Regions from separate parts of the Zea mays genome. Here region 2 is linked to region 1. Evidence: chromatin contacts called from public Hi-C data. All regions are on one chromosome and are shown on one strand. Each heading gives the region's core, a stretch centred on a gene start, on an enhancer-like site or on the middle of the called end of the contact. The rest is flanking DNA. Distances are from core to core; before and after follow the strand shown.

Region 1 (3,508 bases), core at 850-3,349:
TGCATAAAGTGTCTACGTTTTTTCAAACACAACCCTCAGCCTGTTATTTTATGCATTATATGATTTTGCTGCTAAGAGACATGTTAATATGGTCACCCAGCCTTAGAACTTTGCCGCAATTCATCTTTATACTCCTTGTCATTTTTGTTACAAAATGATTGAGAAAAGGTGTGAGTTTTCAAAAGAAAATGCTTTTTTTTTTCAAAATGGGTATGATGAATGGTTATCATCCTTATCACCTTTGAGTGGGATGATCAGGAACTCCCTCATTTGGGGAGGGCCTTAAGGTGATGGCTCAGCCGGGTTAGGTGTGAGCATGAAGCATTGTCCCCTCTCGCATAAGGACCGGTTTGTCATCACTCCTTACCTATACTCTTATCAAGTACAACCACTCGAGACTATATGGGCATTCGCTTGATCCGAACTTGCATGGTCTTTGCCCTAGGGTTATGGTGGCTTGGGAGCACCGGGAGGGCAAGGAGGGGGGATGTTTTGTCCTAGTTTGGGCATGGAGGTGGCCTTATTCCTTTCGGTATAACCGCCAAGGTAAAGTTGTGCAAGGGAAGAGAGAGTTTCGGTTTCGGGTCTCATTGGTCATGAGATCGTAGAGCCATACTAGTGGGTAAAGTGTAGACCTCTGCGTAGAGTCAAAATCCTATTTGAATAGTCTATGTCCACAAATATGGATGAGTCATGGCATAGATTTGACAATTAATGTTTTGTTTTCCAAAAATGCTTTTGCAAAGTAGTTTTAAAAGGTCTGTCGGTTGAGCCGTGAGCTATAGTGGACGAGAAGTCCAGTAGCTGTTTTTGAAAATGAAAACCGGTGGGAAGCTACCGAGATTCCTAGATGGTTTAGTCCAGGGGATTTTGTTCTATATTGAAACCTTCCTGCTCCTTTGAGAGAGGATGCACTTTGAAAAAGATTGAAAGGGAAATGTGCCCTTGGGCCATTCCTATACTGTTTTGGTGATTAAATGCTCAACACATTTTGTTTAGACTAACATCATCTAATATGAGAAATGAGCACATGTACTTAAAAGCAAATTGAGCTTGGGAGAAGGCAAAATAATACAAATCTATATGGGACCGTCCGGAGCGATGCAGGGAAGGAGAAGCTCCTACAACGAGGTCGCGGACCGTCTATGCTGCCACAGAGGGCACTGTCGGGCAGTACACCCCTAGTGTTTGGTGCCCAGATTGGTGCCAACAACTAGGTGTTTGATAGTCCACACCAGCTTTTAGCGGCCAGCTAAAAAAAGCTGAAACAAACACATTATCTCGCATGTGAAAAAACCACCGAGCAAAAAGCGGCAGCGGTGAAAGAAAAAGTAAGCGGGATCTAGGCCCGCACATGGAGGTCTGCGCTTATAACTATCTCCATCAGCTTATCCATACTCATACCCATATTCAAACTACACTATACAAATAGTGCAATGTGCAGTTCAAACGATGCGAAACAATGTGTAACACCCAAAATTTCCTTTCAAGAATTTTTGACATTCTAATAAGAATTTCTTTCAAAGTTGCTCTAAAAAATAGATCAAACTTAAGTCTGACTTTCTTTTGTGGTCAAAGAAAGTAGGAAATATGTGAGGATCCTTCTGTAGGATATGACATAATACATTTGGAGAAAGTCTCTATAAAAGTATGTGTTCAAGTATTTTTTTATAAATACTACACCTCATAGATTATTTGCCTAAAGTAAATAATGTTTGGTGTGAATGCTTAAGAGCATTTGCATAGATGGAAATGATAAATAAACAATTAAATAAAAGTTTACATTGCATGCCAGATTTATTGTGCTTGTGCATTTGTTCTAAATTTGAGCATTGACTAACCTTGAAAAATTCAAGTAGAAAATAAAATAGAAATCTAAAACAGAAAATGATGAAAAAGAAAAAAGAAGAAAAGATAAAGCCTGCTGGGCCAAATCCTCCCGTCTGGCCCATCTCCCCCTTCCCACCCAATCGGCCCAGCCGAGCATCCCTGTGCGGTCTGTCGTGTGGGCCTTGGATGCCAAGACAATGACGTGGGCCTTGGACGCCAAGATAATGACGGCTGGACCACCCATGTCAGCCTCGCACAACGTGGACGCCGCTCGCCTACGCTTGCTCGAAGCCAATGACAGGTGGGCCCTCTGCGTCACCCTCTACTCACCATCCGCGCTATCTCAACCGCTGCCGTGTGGGCCACATCTATCAGGTTCGTCTCCCCAACGAAGTCGTCACAACAGAATACTGACCCCCCGCCCAGGGATCTCACTTCTTGTTTTCCTAGCTCGTACTTCATAGTTGGGGTATAAATCACGGGCGCCGCAGCCTCCTCGTCCTCTTAACCCAATGCGCCGATGCAAGGTAACTCGGGGTCTCACATCGCTCCATTGCCAAAAAAAGTGAGGTTAGTCCGCCGCCATTGATCAACCCCAGGGATGATTCTCCAGCCTCAGTGGGTGGTCTGTGTGCATCGTGAGATCACGACGAAGCTTTGGATGGTCGTTAGAGGACGCGGGATCAACTGAAACCAGGGGAATTCCTCATCAGAGGAGCACGCCTGCTGAGGAACGCCGCTCGCCGTGGCCAGCATTTGGCGCAACTTAATACATGGTATGGATTTCTCCTTGGCTCTCGGCATGAAATTGTGTTAGCTAGGGTAGGCTTTGGGGTGCTGGTGGTCTAATTGGGGGGGGGGGGGGGGGGGAAGCCTTGCCGGTGTCGCTCGGCCAGGGTTATGGGGCCGCCGTGGTCGTCTGGTCACGGTCGTGAGGACGAAGACACGGGTGTGGCCGTTGGTTCATCCTCGAACGAGCCAGATTAAAATACGTCATTTACCCTTTCGTGATGGAGTCACAGTCATTGATCGGCGAATGTAGGGTCGAGAGAAGATCACAATATTTTAAATGTGGAGCGTTAGATTGTGATCTGAGGACCGAGAACACGTACTAGTTCGGCGCTCGGATGTTTAAATCTGCACCGTGTGTCGCTGATCTGGTGGCCAATATGGGTTGATACCACTTCGATCATGGCATTTTCCTGAAGAGACCCTGGGAAATATGAAAAGTAACCTGCAGTCCATTCGTATATGAAGATGAATACACATACACCTTCGATCATGACATTCCTAAAGTAACCCGCTTTATTAAAATAGTGGTCGTTGTCCAACCCTTTTTTGTTAACTGTAACCAAATCAGGAAATTGATTATTATGTACAAAAATAAATCCATGAATTCAAAAAATCATAGCTTCCTCATACTAATTTCGTTTTACTCCGTTCCAATTGCGTTAGCTTCGTAATAAAATTGCCTAAGCAGTGATGACACTATTTGTAACATAAAACATATCTTTATAAATATATTATGGTTTATACTATTATCAGTAGATTTTTCCTTCTAACCAAAGTTAAACTAGTCCATGACGATAATTAACTAAAATATGATCTCAAGTCAAGTTATAACTAAGAATAAAGTTAAATATAGTTATTTCTTGGTAATATCTTTACCACATGATTT
Region 2 (3,370 bases), core at 444-2,943, 78 kb after region 1:
GTTTATTCTCGCCACCGCGATGGATGATTGAAAATAAAAATAAAAGTGTCTCGTTCTACTTTCTCGTGCGAGAGACGAGCATGCATAATTTTGCCATCGAAAGTGTCGTTGAAAGCAAGGTTTCTGCATAGCCCATGTAAAACCATATTTGAAGGCTATAGACGAATCGGTCTTGCTTATTTCTGGTTCACATCTTTTTGGCTTCTTTGTTGAGAAACAGAACTAGAAACCATCACTGATATAGGCACACCGTCACCACCGGAGCAGCCGAAAAGATGCACCACCGCTGATTGTCCAAAACATTTGAAGGGACACGTTAACATTTCACAACGAAACTAATCCCCAACATCGACAAAATTAGGACATGTACAACTTTATTTAATATTAGGTCTGAGAAGTCTAAGAGGTTAATTAGAAAAAAATATAAGAGATAGTTGTGTCACGATGTCTCTTATATACCTGGAAAATCGATCCAAAGTCTTAATTGCTCATATACTTTGAATTTAATAGAAACAAATTAGATCTAACATTACATTTTAACAACATTTTAATTATAATTTTGTAAAACATCAAAATTGACTCACGTTAATTAACAACAACCGTGCAAACTTTTTACTATCAATTAACTACCACCCTAATTTTTTTAATTGTGCCAACAAATGACGCTGATCATGTCGCTGTTCACCAACGCATGGAAAGGATCTTCTGTTGTTCATCAATATTCAAATTTATTTTAAATCTAGATTATGACTATACTTATATTGTTTACCAAAAAAATATATTTATCCTTATATTATTTGATCAGTTAAAGTTATAGCATACTGCAACTCATATTTGGGCTTCATCAGCTCTAGGTACCAACCAAATACATATTTTTCCCACTTATATCTGACTTGAAAAAAAAACACAAACTTTTCGAATAACTTTCATGCAACGGTTTTGGTCAGGCAAAATGTTCACGTCTCCAACCAAACCAGCGCACGAGAGTCTGAGACTGTCTCCAGCAACGTCCTCTATATTCATCCTCTATATCCGTCCTTTACAGTCTCCTCTAAAAGATTTCACCCTCTATATCTCCTTCCTCTCCAACAACGTCCTCTAAATCACATCCTCTATACTCAAATATCTATATTAGAAACATTTTTTATTTTTATTTTTTGTACCTACGTATTTGTCATACTCTCAAATGTATTATACATATTTTAGTTTTGCTAAACCGGTTATTTAAAGTATTAAAATGGATAGAAGATCGTTTAGAGGAACTCTATATATAGAGAATCCAGCAGCGTCCTCTAAATTTAGAGAACTGTTTAGAGGACGCTACTAGAGACGTAGAATACCATTCGATCCTCTATATTTAGGGTACAGAACCCTTTAGGGTCCCTTGTTGGAGCTAGTATCAAGCGACTGGCCTCAAGCCCTCAACCGAGTTTGCTTCGGCGCCAAGTCTCCAGATCCTTCCACGCAAAGCGAAAGCCGCACCTCCGATCCAGCGCACGCCTTACGTCAGCTCGCTCTCACTTCAATACACCACGTCCACGTGAGCCTGTTCTGTTCCACTGACACACGGAACCCACGCGACCGAACCCGTGACCGGCCGCGAGAATCCAAAGATATTTTTTCCACGGAAAATGGGGACCACGGAACGCGTCGAGACCGGCTTATAAATAGCCGGCGGACCGCCTCACAACGGGCTTTTGGATTCTGGTTTCTCTCGTCTTTCTCCTCCCTCTCCTGACTTTTCTTCTAGACATCTCGCGGGTCTTATCGACTCCAACAAGAACACACTACACACCAGCCAGCGAGATAGCGAACGCTAGGAACCCAGTGGCCATCTTTGGAGCGGCCATGACGCTGGATCAGAACCATGCCATGCCGATGCAGCCCCCGGCCCTGCAGCCCGGAAGGTGAGATCAGCCTTCCAGATACTTCTTTCGATTTACTTGTATGCTAGAGGATTAGCCGACTAGGGTTTGAGGATGTTGGGATTTTAACTCTCGAGCCACTCAATTTGACTGCCCATGTTCGTCTGGCGGGGAACGGGTATCTGTGGAATTTTTTTTTGGGGCTCATAGGTTGGTAAATTTTCGAGGGGTACTGGTCGGTTCACTTGTCGAGATTTTTAATTAGGGTTCTGGGAAATTATATCCGTAAGATGCCCCTTGGTGAGGGTTGTGGGATTTCCTTGTCGGATTGTGCCATTGTGCCCTAGCAATTCCGGAATTAGGGTTTCTGGTGGTGGTCCGTGTAATTTGGGCCCATAGGATGGTGGTTGAGGTATTTTTCGTTGGTGTGGAATTGGGGTAAAGGGCTTTAAATGGGGATCGTTGTCCTGTTTGTCATTCTAATTTGACTGCAGTGGATGATTGCTAGTTCCTGTATGGTTGAGCATAGTATGGCGCCCTTAAAATAGGGGGAAGCTCATGCTGTTGCTTGTTTGTCATGTTGAAAGCTGGAATCGTATGTTTAATCTACTAGAAACTTTATTCTGGGTATCAACTGCTGTAAGATGTGGTTTTAGAAGCCTATCTTGGGTATTTATAGCGGTGTAGATATAGGCTTAAGCTTCAGAGCTGTGAGTATTGTTCATATTATTTGATCTTCAGGTTATGAGTATTGTTTGCATCGTACTGAGTGGCAGTACAGTGTGCATCATCTCCACAGAAACGTGTATACTTGGAAGCTTGTAGAGCGTGCCTAACTTGCTGCTAACTTTGTTTCTGTATGTTGTCAAATTCTATTGTTGTTAGTTTTCCTTAATCCACTATCTGATACGTACTATGTCTATTTGTCTTGTCTTATCGGTAATCTATAGAGCATATGGAGCAGAGGGCAGTGCTGTGGTGCATGGTTCCATCAGAACAGTAGGTATGACTGCTTTGATCACCTCTTGTGAAAAGGAAATATTGACTGATATGAGTCCACACTAGGCCTGGCCCTATAAAACACAATCACACAAATAACAATAACAGTTTATGTTTCAGCAGGAGGCCCTACTCTTGCCTTGAATGAGTGCCAGATTTTGGTACAGCAGAAACCCCAGGGAGATTCACGACTGCTGGCCTCTAATCTGTGGTGTGTTTTAACTGTTCTATATCTGGTTGCTCTCTGCTAGAGCATCTGAGCTATCACTAGCAGTCTTTGACTGATAGTGTTGTGTGCTTGATGAGTGAGTTACCCTTGTGCTGTGGTGTGTTTTTACTTGTTCTATATCGATCTGGCTGCTCTCTGCTAGAGCATCTGAGCTGTCACTTGCAGTCTCTGACTGATAGTGTTGTGCGCTTGATGAGTGAGTTATCCTTGCGCTGTGGTGTGTTTTAACTGTTCTATATCTGGCTGCTCTCTGCTAGAGCATCTCAGCTATCACTAG

The links. Hi-C and Micro-C count contacts between places; a contact is called where the count stands out from the background.
Region 2: a contact with region 1 is called in a Hi-C map of endosperm, with 3 times the contacts expected there. The contact joins the promoter of LOC732788 here to the enhancer-like site in region 1. A contact is called at or near these places in 2 of 25 Hi-C or Micro-C datasets (endosperm and leaf).

What each region holds. Positions count from the first base shown.
Region 1 is chr8:96,694,727-96,698,234 of Zm-B73-REFERENCE-NAM-5.0, forward strand. No RefSeq gene overlaps it. Among protein-coding and RNA genes, the nearest start is that of LOC103635581, 22 kb to the right of the region's middle. Within about 2 kb of position 2,100, at least 17 of the 20 cell types and tissues checked have an H3K27ac peak or open chromatin away from gene starts, as enhancers often do. A contact at or near this core is called in endosperm and leaf, where this site is marked.
Region 2 is chr8:96,773,505-96,776,874 of Zm-B73-REFERENCE-NAM-5.0, forward strand. LOC732788 (DRE-binding protein 1c) reads left to right here and starts at 1,694. Exons shown (of 3, transcript NM_001305945.1): 1 at 1,694-1,907; 2 at 2,816-2,868.